2 separate regions of the Hordeum vulgare genome follow, and region 2 is linked to region 1. A link is a contact called in public Hi-C data. All regions are on one chromosome and are shown on one strand. Each heading gives the region's core, a stretch centred on a gene start, on an enhancer-like site or on the middle of the called end of the contact. The rest is flanking DNA. Distances are from core to core; before and after follow the strand shown.

The links. A called contact is a pair of places that touch in the nucleus more often than the background predicts.
Region 2: a contact with region 1 is called in a Hi-C map of leaf, with 4 times the contacts expected there. The contact joins the enhancer-like site here to the promoter of LOC123403123 in region 1. A contact is called at or near these places in 2 of 6 Hi-C or Micro-C datasets (leaf and seedling) and 1 of 1 datasets of contacts at active chromatin or transcription factors (embryo).

Annotation. Positions count from the first base shown.
Region 1 is chr6H:118,460,371-118,467,579 of MorexV3_pseudomolecules_assembly, reverse strand. It overlaps LOC123403123 (heptahelical transmembrane protein ADIPOR2-like), which reads left to right and starts at 3,632. Exons shown (of 4, transcript XM_045097086.1): 1 at 3,632-4,104; 2 at 4,208-4,297; 3 at 5,060-5,105; 4 at 6,397-7,209. The coding sequence starts at 3,842. The coding sequence ends at 7,065.
Region 2 is chr6H:118,717,457-118,724,665 of MorexV3_pseudomolecules_assembly, reverse strand. No RefSeq gene overlaps it. Among protein-coding and RNA genes, the nearest start is that of LOC123403123, 260 kb to the right of the region's middle. Within about 2 kb of position 3,650, at least 3 of the 3 cell types and tissues checked have open chromatin away from gene starts, as enhancers often do. A contact at or near this core is called in leaf and seedling, where this site is marked.

The sequences.
Region 1 (7,209 bases), core at 2,383-4,882:
TGCACCATCATCATCGCGCTTCCAAATTCACGTGAGGCGGTGTAGTGGGCATTTTCCACGAGGAAACATGGACATGCGACGACATACAAAACGTCGTTTCAGTGTCCTTGTAGGCTATATAGGCCAAGGGACACAACAACAACGTAATCCTCCTTCCATTCTCGCATATCTTCATCTTTTGCGGGCGGATATTCCACCATTGCTTAGTAAGAAACCTTCACATGGAGCTTCCTCCACCCACCTTTTAGTCCCATTGAACCCGGCTATGCGTGATGATACACAGGGGATCAAGCCACACGGGAGGAAGAGCTCGACATTATGGTCGGTCCCAAAATGTTGTGGGAAGGCAAAGGTGCGATGACGGGCTTAATGGCAAATGCTTGCAAAATTCCAAATGCACATGCACAACAGAAATAAATAAACATATGAGTAGATCCCTATTCATTGAAAATAGAAAGGGAAAAGTTAGGTCATGACACATGCAATGTGAAAAGTAACACAACAAGAGGGCAGCCTAGTCCATGCAGCTCCCGTTTGCGCACGGTCTCGGGAGGGTTCGACCACTTTGAGTCTATTGTACACAACCTTTCCCTGCATTTCTGCAAGAGGCGGTTTCCGGGACTTAAATCTGTGAACTCATGGTCACAACGCATCAGCTTTACCACTTCGCCAAGGCCCCCCTTGTGAAAAGTAACACAACAACAATAATATAAATAAATTAAGAAGATACCAATCCATTAAAAATTACTGTAAAAAACAACTCACAATACATAAACCAAAGCAAAACAATAAAAACATATACATCATTAAAGAAGCGTATGTGCAACATAAATATAACCATTTTTCAGTCACACCCAAAATCTTTTCAACATTCACAATATGTACACAATAAAAGACGTACATCCCCAAAAAGTTGAAACAATTCATGCAACGACACAAAACATCGACATCACCACCCCAACCTCGCTCGCACTGAATTGATTCCTTTGTCAAGGAAATATCCGGTGAGACTCGACCCATACATTCTCGCATGCTAGCAACATGATGGTAAATGTTGAGATGTAGGGCATGTTTGGAGCAGATGATGGAAAACACAGGAATAGAAAAAAAATGTAGCAATTCATGTGTTTAGGGCTCCTTTGATTCAAAGGAATTTTATAGGAATTTTAGAGGATTTGGCACTTAAGAATTTTTCCTGTGATGGCCGTTCAATTCGTAGGATTGAAATTCTTCATAATTTTTCCATGGGATCCATTCGGACTACATTTGGGAGAGAACGTTGCATCCACTTATACATGTTTGTAGGATTTCTTTATTTTCCCGCGCTAACAAATCATATATTGTAGGGTACTGTACAACATACCATCCTATTCGTGCATTTTGTGAATCCTACGAATCAAAGCGGCACGGGCACACACGCATAGAGAGAGAGGAGAGATATATACAAATATTTCACATGGCTTCTCAAATTAAATGAAAATATAATATTTGCTCAAATGTTCATAATCCTCCAGAATAGGAAGGAAGAGAAATATTCCTCCACGAAATTTCAAATCCACTCCTATAGTAAAAAAATATAAGGGTTGGACGTGCTTTGTTGCTCATACTTGTTGTTGGATTTTAATAACTTTCAGCTCCATATGTTTCAAAATACGAATTGTATTAGTTTTTCAAAAAGTGAAACCTCATTAAGTTTGATCAAATTTATAGAGAAAATATATCAATATTCATAATATCAAAACGATATCATTAGGTTCATCATAAAATGTATTTCCATATTTTATCTATTTAGTATTGTGGATGTCGATGTTTCTGGTTGTCAATTGATTTGAAAAATCACTGAGCCAATCAAAATCTTGAATCAAATTCAAAATTGAATAAATCGATCTAATGTGTGAGCTCCAAAGTTAAGAAGCATAGTATATTACGTGCTCCATCCGATCTACTCGTGTATTACTTTTTGTTAGTTTAGTACAAAGTTGTAGTAACTTCATACAAACTTTATACTAAACCAACGACAAGACATGGTTTCATTTTTATAAAATTCTTGTGAAAAACATTTTACAAAATGAAGCCATATAACATGAGAAGAGCTGATGCTCTACCGGTTGATTGTACGAGAAGTTCCGCCACCTACATAGTCGTTGGATCGTCCTTGATCCATGCGACCTCAAACGTGCTCACACACCTTCATTCTTTTCTTCGCCTACCACATGCTTGTTTGTCGTATCTTGCAATAACAATGGTTTGTAAACCACGTCAGGGATCAACGATGGCAACTTACATAAGTTTTTGCAACATCAGCTACGTTGCACAAAATAATTGCAACAAAATCTCTATTGCGCTTTTTTTGCGACAAGAACTTTGTTGCAAAAAATATCCTGCAACACAATCGGTGTTGCAAAAAACATTGCGCAACAAAATTATGTTACAAAAATCTATAGGTATTTCGACAACATGATCCTTGTTGTAGAAAATATTCTATAACAAATTCTATTAAAAAATCTACGGACATATTCGCAACATGCTCTCTCTTGCAAAAGATTTGGACCATAATCTATGGTGCAAAAGACCCGTCGGCCACTTTTTAACACGTGAGCCGGACGCGTAGCAGCGTACATGTTTCTGCAACTCAAACGTTGTTTCGGGATTTTATGTGGTGGGCGGAGGCGACCGAGCTGTTGATCGAACGGTGCATGCGTGTACATCGGACGGATAATCGGGTGGTGGATGATTACTACAAATTCACCTAGGAGTCCCCTATATAACCTTCGAAAGAACAATGCTGCGCTAGGGCCCACACGCCAATGAAACACACACGGGTGGCATATATATCCCTTTCTTTTTGGGAAAAGATTAACTTCTACCGATCGATCCCGTGCGCCTTTCTATCGGCTCCGTGGCCGTTCGATCATGTGTTGATTAGACAGTCGACACAGTCCCTGTGTCCGTCGAAGCCGTTTTTGTTTTCCTGCAACGTGTCTGTTGTTTCAGGGCAGTCATTCCTGGCATTGGGTAACAGTGGGTACACCTGACCTATGTGAAGATGTCGTAATTTTTGTAACATGTTGTAATTTTTGTAATATGGGTCAAAAGATGTTGTTGTTTTTGCAACATGTCGTAATTTTTACAACATAGATCAGAAGATGTCATTACTTTTGCAACATGGGTCGGAAGATATCGTAATTTTTGCAACATGGTCGTTGTTTCTGCAACGAGGCCGTTGTTTCAGGAATTGTTTCCGCAACACACTCGTTGTTTCAGAAATTATTTCTGCAACACGACCATTGTTTTAAGAATTGTTTCTACAACACGACCATTGTTTCTGCAACTGATTTTTTTGTTTCGGAATTATTAATGCGTCGGCAAGGCGACAAACCGCATGCGAGGAGTTAGATCGGACGGCTCGCGCACGAATATCCGACGGTTATTGAGGTGATGGGTGTACGTGTACCGATAGATGGGTAGCCCTCCCCTTTCTTTTTCCCTTGTAATCCGACGGTTAGGAGAGTGGCTGCGCCCAAAAGCACCCTGTAACCTCTGTAGCTTTGACAAGCGTGTGCGACAGAGGAAGTCCATGTGTGTGGCTCGCCACCAACATCACCGCACCACACCACACCACACCGCACGACGCCCGCGCCGCGCGCTCCCCGCCAAGATTCGCCAGGCGGCCTCGTCTCCTCCCATCCCCCTATAGCCTCCCTATAGTCCGCCTATAACACCACCACCACCTCCCGGGCTCCCCCGCACGAACCGCGGACCAGACACACACAACCCCGACGCAGCCGCGCGCGCGCACAGAGCCGGAGAGAGAGGGAGAAAGAGGCACCGGGCCCGTCGCATGGGAGCGCGGTCGACGGCGACCGCGGGGGAGGCGGTGGCGAGGCGGGGCAGCAGGAAGAAGGCAGCCATGGCGCCGTCGCTGGGCGGCGTGGAGGCCGGCGGCAGGCGCAGGGGCCCGCCGCGTCTGGTGGGGTACGAGGAGCTCCCCGAGTACCTCAAGGACAACGAGTACATCCGCGGCCACTACCGCGTCGAGTGGCCCATCCGCGACGCCCTCCTCAGCGCCTTCTCCTGGCACAACGAGACGCTCAACGTCTGGACGTGCGTGCCCGCCCAACCACCCACCCCGATCCACCCATACGTTCCCCACCCCCGCGAATCGATCGATCCACCGATTTGATCCGCCGCCGTTTGGCTTTCGCAGGCATTTGGGCGGGTTCCTGCTGTTCCTGGCGCTCGCCGTCGCCGGAGGCGGCCCGGAGGCCGCACACGAGGCCGCGCCGGGGATCATGAGGTACGCGCAACGCTACTTCTTGACTTTCCTTTTTTCCCTCCGCCGTCCTTCGGATTAAAAATGATGATTTGTTCTGACTTCAAGAACGATCCCTTCCGATTCCCTTCCGCGTGATTAGCGGGCGGCTCCCGGCTTTGAAACTTGAAATGGTCGCTTCCGATCGCAGAATGAATCCGCCATCGTAGCCCACACGTCACACGGGAGACCTCGAATTTGTTTCGCGGGCGGGCAGTTTGGAGAGCGCGCACGTCACACACACACAACCCGCCCACGCCCAACGTGTGTGGTTTGCGCGTTCGTTCCATCAACCGAACGCACGCGCATGCGCAATCACACGTTTGTTCAGTGATACTACCGACTCTTTCATGCATTGCCAACCATTGATGCTGGCTCCAACTGGCTACGACTGTACTTTAGTTCTCAAGAATAAGCTTGTTAGATGCTGCCGATGTGAGATGTGACAAGAACACACTGTCCTAGTAGCAAGTGCGTGAACAACACCAAACGAACGAGGTTCGCGCACAAGGACATGACCCATGCGGTAGTCTATGTGCATTATCCGCCTCACACGTCTTATCGTGATGTCGGCACTTTGCAAATGCAATGCTGGCGCAAATTACAGATTAGTTGGGGGGTTCCAGTTCTGAAACCGTCTTTTCTCTTTGATGCTCCTTTTCCACCAAGGCGTTAATTCGTCATGCTTCAGTCGGTTTTTTGAATTCCTAAAAAAATGGTATGTGCCGTGTTCTTTTTCTCTCGCAGGTTTGTGGTGGGATCAGCTAATTCGTCATGGAAGAGCGATCAGTCGGTGAGAAACGCATCTAAGAAACCTTATCTTGTTTTGGGATTATTTTCCAGCACTGCATATTTTTCTCTCATACAGTATATCCGTAGTCCCCAAGATTCTGGGACAGATGGTGCTAGATAGCATGATTAATGAACTGAGACGAGCTCTATCAAGGTGACTATAATTATTCAGATACCAGTAGTGTAGTGCCACCAATGATTTAAATATAACTGCACCGAGTGAGTACCATGTAATAATGTGGTCATGTAGATCCCCACCACGCAGAAAGAGACGTGCATGGACAGCTATGTGTGTGAGCTGCCCACATGATCAATCGTTGATCCATGTCCTCACACTTCAGCTGTCCGTGTATTGTTCAAGCAACAATATATATATACAACAGTCCAAGCAACAGGTCAAAGCAACCCATGTACTCGAGATACTAGCTCTCTGTATTGTTTGGGAATTGCTATTTGTGATGACCATGCACAATATTATAGATTAAGAAAACTCATAGGTTGAGGAAGTTACAAGAGGACATCGGCAAAATTACCCTTCCATTTCAGTCTTGTTCTGAAATAGTACCGACGAATAATTTTCGTGGATAGGAGCGTGAAACAAATAATGAGATAAGGTGCAGAAATGACATTAGTTAAAAAAATGAATGTAGGACGTAGAGGTGCTAGTATAATGCAGTGAAATGGCATTAGAGAAAGATGAATGTCCAAGGTAGAGGTACTAATCGGCTCCATCTTCCGATAGGTTCTTCTGTGGTAAGGACAACTCGTGAGTCCTTTCCCGATCACTCTCCTGGTCCAGGGCAACCTGACCAACCGACCAAAACCAAGGAGCCATGTGTAGCTGTGCACTTCGAATCTAGTTCACCTTCTGCTGCAACGTAACATCACGTCACGTGTAGTCGTCTTGTTCCGAACAATGAACAAACATCGCTGCCTCAGGCTCAGTGTGTTTGTACAAAATCTCGCTTTCTCTTTCACATTCACTTTGCATGAGGAGAAATAGATGACTTTTGCAAGCATTTTCACGTTTGCTCACCTGCAAGAAGCAGTGTTGCTTTCAGCTACTTCCTCAATTTGAACTCAAATTGGTTCTGTTGAGCAGACAATACCAAGTGGCAAATCTTTCCAGTCATCCTATCGTTGATTCCTGCGTACGGCGACGAATCTGTCCGTGCCATTTACCATTTTACCCGCAAGCACTATTCAAATATATATTTTTTTCACCAAAATGCAATGGTTTTACATGCCAAACTGAGATTTTTGTTCACTGGGCGTTGGTGTTTTGCGTACAGGGCCTGCCGAGCCATGACGCGGCGGCGGCGGTCCTGGGAGGACACGGCGTGCCGCGGTGGCCGCGGATGGTGTTCCTCGTGGGCGCCATGGCGTGCCTGGCCATCAGCGCGACGGCGCACCTCCTCGCGTGCCACTCGCGCCGCGCCACCGTCGTCTTCTGGCAGCTGGACTACGCCGGCATCTCCATCATGATCGTCGCCTCCTTCGTCCCGCCCGTGTACTACGCGTTCCTCTGCCACCCGCCCGCGCGCATCGCCTACCTCTCCGCCATCACCGTCCTCGGCGCGCTCGTCGTGGCCGTGCTGCTCTCGCCGTCGTGCTCCTCGCCGCGGTACCGCCGGCTCCGCGCCACGCTGTTCCTCGCCATGGGGATGTCCGGCGTCATCCCGGCGGTGCACGCGCTCTGGATCAACTGGGGCCACACCGCCTGCTACATGGCCCTCGGGCTGGAGGTGGCCATGGGGCTCGCCTACGCGGTCGGCGCCTGGTTCTACGTCAGCCGCGTGCCGGAGAAGTGGCGCCCCGGCGTCTTCGACGTCGTCGGCCACAGCCACCAGATCTTCCACGTCTTCGTGCTCGTCGGCGCCATCACGCACTACGTCGCCGTAGCCGTGCTGCTCGACTGGCGGGAGAAGGCGGCCGTCTCGTGCGGCGGCGTGACGTCGTAGGCGGCTTGCTGGAACTTGGAACAAGAAATTAAATTGTAAGTCGTGCCATTCGAAATCATTGGACAATTCGAATGTACGTAGTAGTGAGCTAGTAGTAGCAATGTGCTTAATCTAGTGGCAGCTTGTGAATTTGTGATTTGAGAT
Region 2 (7,209 bases), core at 2,401-4,900, 260 kb before region 1:
GAGTGTCGTGTCGACAAGGGCTGCTTTCCAAAACCTCTTTGTGAATCTCGGTGTAACCAACCCCAAATTCTCATTTTCCACCGATTCTCAAAGTTGATCTAGGTTTTAATCTCGGTACCACCAATACCATAATCTCGGCTTCACTGAGTTTTCCTGTCAACACACAGAAGTGGGACTAGGTGGCACCAAAATTTTAGTACTTATACCACGGACTCAAATTTTGAAATCCAATCTTCAAACTTCGTGCTCCCCAATCCCAAATTGCCGCACCTGGACCCCTTGGTCATCGCCTTGCTTCCCCGTGCATCTTCGCTGCTGGGATCCCCGCCGTTGATGGAAATCGTCATCGCCGTCGTCGCCGTAGTGAGACTGCCACCAAGTTAGGGTATGGTTCCAATCTTGTTTTGTGCTCTCTTATCTAATTCTTGTGCATTAGGAATTTTTGTATATAAGCCACCGTGTGCGGACCTATTACTCCACCTGAAGTTCCCGTAGATCAGTGACCAAAAAATACTTAGGGTTAGCCGTCCATAGAATGCATCGCGGTGCCACCGAGTTGCAAAAATCGGTTCCACTCATCTGGTTTCTAGGTTTCCTAAGAATAGTCTCGGTAAGATAGAGTTGACACTTTTGGTTTCAACGAAGTGATTGCTAGGTTTCTGTGAAGACGATCATTTGTCTCGGAGAATCCGAAAATTCGGACTCGGTGCTACCGAAATTTACTCTACAGAAAGCTAAAACTAAGGATTTCTTTGTTCAAATTTTAAAAAACTTTTGCAATTTTGTGATTCTTATCTTCTCAAGATCTTCCATAACTTTTCATAGGCTCAGCTAGTGTGTGTGTCAGTTTGTGTGCTTGAATTCCAAGATGTCAGGTTTCGATGACAGTCAGAACAACTTCAGTGAGCCCCATGCTAAGTCTGATTCACGCACAGTCATGACAGGACCCATTTTGATGCAGCTACTCCCATGGCATGCCTGTAGCAGCCCGAGACCAACGCAATAGAAGATTCCCCTTTTAGTTCATTGTTGTCGTGTGATTAGTTTGTTTGTCGCATTCATCATAGCATCATGCACATCATCTGCATTGCATCAACACTCCTTTGCCACCAGTTTTCAGAACTTGCATCCGTAATTAGTTGCTCGTTCTCTCCATTTTTGTCGTTGACCGTTTTGAGACCAACCACACACGACGCGCCCGCGACACCATTAAAATATTGTTTTTAAAAGTATGTGTAAAAATTTATCGGATTGGGTTGAACCTTGACGTGCGGTCTTATTTTAATTTAAGTAGACCACCTACCAAATTTCGCCGCAATCGGAGTTTGTTTGATTCTCGATCGGTCAACCGTAGCGGCACCGTTATCAGTTTATCTTCACACGTTTTTCGGTGTTTAAAAAACCTTGTGTCGGGCCGCAAATCTTCCTGTCTTCTCAGCCCAACCTATTCTACACAGCCCAACGCCACCCACCTTGCCTACCGCTCCGTTTTAGACCGTCCGATTGAGATCCGACAGCCTGAAAACGGTGCAAAACCCCCTAACCCTAGCCCCTGTCTATAAATAGACAACCAAACGAGCCTCTCCTTGATTTCCGTGCCCCCAAAACCCTAGCCACCAGAACCTCTATCCTCCCCTCAGTCGCCAAGCCCGCTGAGGCCCAGATCCGTCCCTCCTGGACCCAGGTCACGCCGTCGCCGCTAGCCCGCAGACCCCCGAGCCACCCGCCCCATAGCCCCGTGCCCCAGCAGAGGAGCTCGAGCCAGCCCCGCGTCGTCATCGCCACTGACAGCCGGAGCCCCCGCCAGCCCATCGTCGTCGCCCCGCGTCGCCCTAGCCTTGTCGGTCGGACCTCCTGCACCCGTCGGAGCCACGGCACCGAAGCATCCGTCGGTCCCCTCGCCCGCCGGATTACCTGAGCCACCACCGCCCAATGACCTCAATCCTCGACGCCTTCCCAACCCTCCTCCACTAGAGCGGGATGCTCCGCCGTCGCCCTTCAGCCAGATCCGGCGAGCCTCAGGCCGGATCCCCCCCGCCTTCTCCCGCACTGCCGGTTGCCGTCGCTCGCTCGATAGCAAGCCGGGAGACGAGCACCAACGCGCCGCCCTTTGGGCCGCGTGGGCCACCAGCGCATCGCCCCAGCCCCGCTAGGCTAGCCGTCGGGCCGCCCCGTCGCCAGGCCCAGTCGATGCAGCTGCTTCCCCAAGTCGGCCCAGCCATCGGCCTCCTCCAGCAGGCAAGGCCGCATCAAGGCCGAGCACCGCAGCCCAGCCCAGCCGGCCAGATCTGGCCCAAGGTGAGGCCTCCTCTCACCTATCCCTTGCCCATGTGTGATGTTTAGTTAGCCTGCGCTCGCTTGTGTTAGTGGACCAGATCCAGATTCGACCTGATGCCTAGTTTTTTCTCTCCAACGAATTTAGCTAATTTCGTAGGGATTTTTCCAAATTACACATTAGAGGCATATTTTAAAACGCCCTAACTTTTAAACCGTGCGTTGGATCGAAATAAGTTATATATGTAAGACGTGTAGAATTTTGTGTAGATTAATATTTTCAAACTCTCATGCATATTCAAAACTGTTAATCTTGATGTTTGCCTCGTTTTGAGTGATGCCATGCTAAATAGGTTTAATTCGTAGCGAGTTAACCGTAGCTCCGTTGGAGATGAGATATATATGTAAACCGACTAGAATGACGTGTAGTTTCACGTGCTCCAATTGATTTTGTTGTTTAACTACCATAGAATGTGTTTAGGACAGATCTGGACAGATATTAAAGTTAACGTGTGGGGTCATTTCGGAAATACTATATGTTGTTTCCGACCTCATTTTAAATGTGTAGCTAGTGTAGTTTATTTTTGCTTCACCTCTTGCAATGATAACAACATTTTAAAATTGTCGTGTACCTAAATGAGAGTGAACTAAGTATTTGAATGTGGAGTTTCGTCAATATGCAACTCGTTGCATCTTAAGCTTCACTTGATACAAGCCTGCTCCAAATTTGGGATCATTTCATTGCCCCAATGTTTCTCTAGAATGTTTCTAAGATTCTGTCAAGAGAGATCCATTGTGAAGGAAGTACCATTTTGGTGTATCTAGTTGTTATAATAAATTTGTAGTGTGTTCATATGCCCAAATATCTCATCTCCTTCAAATTTTAGCTCAATACAAGCAAGCATGTGAGTGCCTCTTCCTAATTTGTATTTCTCTCGAGTGAGATGCTTTGTTCAGCAAGTGCTATACACATTCATACTTTTGGGCCAAAACTTCGCATAGGTGGCCATATTAGTGATTGATCACACAAAGCCAAAGATCAGATTCTCTCCCGAGACCAATCTCTGTGAGGAATCAATAACCACCTTGTTGTGATGTTGTCTTCTACTCCCTCCGTTCTTAAATATAAGACCTTGTAGAGATTGTATTATGGACTACATACGGATGTATTTAGACATATTTTAAAGTGTAAATTCACTCATTTTGTTCGGTATGTAGTCTATAGTAAAGTCTCTACAAGGTCTTATATTTAAGAAAGGAGGGACTAGCAAGTTGTGGTCACCTAAACAATAACCACCTTTTGGCACTCTATGGCGAGTGACCCTTCCAGTGGACAAGGTGTGGTCAACGAGAGTGCGTGTCACTGTCATGTTCACGTCGTGACCACGCGAATGGCATGACATTCCCGTGCTATGGCAGTTGGACCCCCTCCCCTCGTATGTACCTTCGAGCTTTCGCCACCTCCCCATGTCCAACGGATTCATCTCGTCGCTGCCCTCATCCTGGACTCCTCTCCCCTCCAGATTTTTCCTCTTCGCATCGTCCCCGTCGAGGAACAGATGTGCGCTCGTGACCCTCATCGGTTTCCTCCTCTGTTGCTTGCTGCCCTAGATCTCCCGAGCACTCGTGCGGCTATAAAAAGCTCCCCCGAGCTCCTCCACTTCTCATCGACCCCTCAGCCCCTCCCCAACTCTCTGGAGATCCCCAGCCCCGCCACTGACGAGATGACAGCCGCCGTTCCCCATGGCCAGCGCCTCCTCCAACACTTCCCCTCCCTTTCCTGGTGCCCCAAAGGCCTTGTGGACGCCCTCGAGCTGCCGCCACCCTCCAGTTTTCCCCCGAAGAGGCCCCGCCATTGCCGCTCCCCAAAGACCTCAGACCGTTGCGGCCACGTCTAGGGCCTCGGTGATGTGAACCTCCTCGGTCTTCCTCGCGGCTTCCCTTGGGCGAGGGGAGGAGCGGAGGCGCGTCCGCGCACGTCGGCCAGCCTCCTGGCGCGGTGAGGCGATGTCGGCGTCGGTACCCGAGGCCCTGCCTTGTGCCATGTCGAGAGGACGAAGAACAAGACAGAATGACAGAGAGATGGTGTGGGCCCCGCCTATCAGCGAGAGAAACCTCCGACCCGCGTTGAGTAACTGGAAGCGCCTTTTCACAAGATGCTTTTTCTTGTGAGGAAAGCCTATTCTGGTGTTCTTCGGGTGAAAATACGCTATCATTTGTCTCAAAGTGTATTCTCCCGAAGGCGCTTTATGTTTTATCTGGGAGGGACTTATTTGTGGATATTCTTGTTACACACGAGTCCCTAGCTTTCAAATAGTCATATCTTCGCGCTCGTAACCCCTTTTCAGGTGATTGCAAAGCCCTCGCTTTCGTCTCGTTGAGCCCATTCTGCTGGTATCATTTTCACTATGTTTTCACACTTTGAAAATGACCATTTTGCCATTGCCTCTAATAAGCCCCCTTCGAGAGAGAAGTATTTCCGGCGATTCGTTCCGCGAGTTTCTCGCACTTCTCCCCTGTGAATCCATCATCCCCAAGCAAGCCACGACAACCACTTGAATGATGGCCATACAGTAGACATAGTTTCCATTGAATATTTAAGAATTGTTTACTCGATTACTCTTGTTATTCCTATTTCAATTATGCATGTGGATCCAAGATTATCATCATGTTGTGCTCTTATACACCTTGTTAGTTTCGTGATTACTTGCTAGTATTATTTGCACATGTCATGCTTGTTAGGAGTACATGCTGGTAATACTGATGTTCTCCGAGGCTTTTTTATCCTTTGTTATGGTACCTTTGATATGCATGATCGTCGCTATTCCATGTTCATCTGCATCCAGTAGACTTAGTGCTTTATTATTGTTGGTGCTAATGATCCACATGTTAAATGGTTATCCTTCCATCCATGTTTATGTTGATATCATGTTCATATGCATTATCATTGCATCCTGTTATTTTTACTTTGACTAGGTTCATTACTTTCCAAGTTTAACCGGATATTAATTGAACTTGAATATATTTTGGCTAAGTCATAGTGCCATCAAGTCGAGCTAACCAGTGAAGCCACACTTGCATGTATGGGAAGGCGTTAATGTGGTGTGGTCACCTGAGCATATTATCCTGGTACATTATGTGCATGCGCTACCCTGATTAGGTAAGTGTCCATAAGCCTTGTGTGCCATAGTTTTTGTAGGGCCCTTTGTCCCCATTTGCGACGGGTTTTTTTCACGGCGATGGTTGTTGGATGTCCAGAGTTGCATCCGGGCCACCCATGACTTAGTCCAAAGTGGAGTTTGCCAAAGCGGCCAGGAGGGTGTCATGCAAGAAGATCAGTTTTGTCGGAACACCGTTGGTCCACCCGAATGGGACCACGAGGCCTTGGATTCCATGGTGTGGGTATAGTGTACTAACCTCTGCAGAGTGTGTATAATCTATCGATAGCCGCACCCGTGGATATGGGCCCAGTTCGTAGTAGGTCACACTATGAGTAATAGTAATAATAACCTTGTTAATAAACAACCGTGGTTCGATGAGAAAGAAGTTGGTTGATCTTTATGTGATCATGAGAGGATCAAAGTGGTATCATGGATACCGAGGTTGGTTAATATTTTGGATACATGTGGTGGTTATGAGATAACCCTGATCAGAGTAAGTTCTAATATGATAGTGCAGACATGATGCATGCTATTAGCATCTTTGTTCATGCCTTGAGTAACATGTTCATGCCATGCTCATTTGATGTTGTTCTAGTGGTATTTTGTTCATCATGTACATTCCATGTTGCTCTAGTAATATCATGTTTATTATTCATCTTTAACATGTAAATGCCATTGTGTTGTTTGTATTGATTGCTTTGGTCGCTGTGAGCTTGCGAGTACATTCAACGTACTCACCTGGCGTGTCATGCCAGTTTGCAGGTCATGCCATGATTGATTGTTGGTCGAGTTTGCGAGCTAGGATAAGCGTTCCAGACAGAGTCCCTGCAGATTAGAGTTCACAACCATCTCCATTGTTCCGCTGCTAGAAGTTATTCCACTACTTTGGTTTGTTCTACTGCTAGCATTGTATAGTGTCGTCATGCCGATGTAATTTGTTGTATCGGAACCATTGTATTCGTATCATTTGGAATAAAGTGATGATTTGTTCTATGTCAAGCGGTGTTGTATTCTAGAAGACTTATCTCTTGGCTGCAATACGAGGCATTCCGGTCTGTTTGAGCCGGGGTGCAATAGGGCAGAACAATCACGCCGCGGGCCCAGGGGGCTACTGTTAGCCCAGTCGGACCTGAGGTACAACGGCCCATCTTCAAATGGCCTAGAGCGCAATGTTGGGTTGGCCCGAATAAGATGGCCTTGGCTATGCAGCCCGGAGGTGGCTACCTCCGAAGGAGCGAGCCCTGGTGGAGGCCATGAGGCATCATGCTGCCTCACGTGGACCCCCTCGTGAGGTCACCTCACGAGGCTTGGCGCATCGCGCAACCGCAGGACCTCATGCCCATCACGTGGGTTACGCACCTGCTTGTAGGAAGAAGACATAAGCCGTGCTAGCAGGCGTGACTAGGTACAATTTCCTTTTTGGTGATTAGGGGGAAGCATTTGTTGCCCCTCCAAAAGAAAATCCGCAAAGTTTACCATTTTGGTGATAGAGGATCCAGACGGCTATCCACGCCACGGTGAAGGTCATCGCCGAGCCCATGACCGTGTCACGAAGACCGATTTATCAGGGGATGACCACCTTTAGTCAAGATCGGCCTAGCTCGTGTCCCCCTTGACGTTGCCACCCTGTGGCCACCCTTTCCCGTCGATATTTTTGGGGAAGAGGACCAAGGCACTACAAAGGGCGAAGGGCCACGCCCATGTAAGGGGATTGATCCATTCTCTCCCCCAACACCCCGTGTGGTGGAGCCTCAAGCTCCTCTTTTTCCAAGGC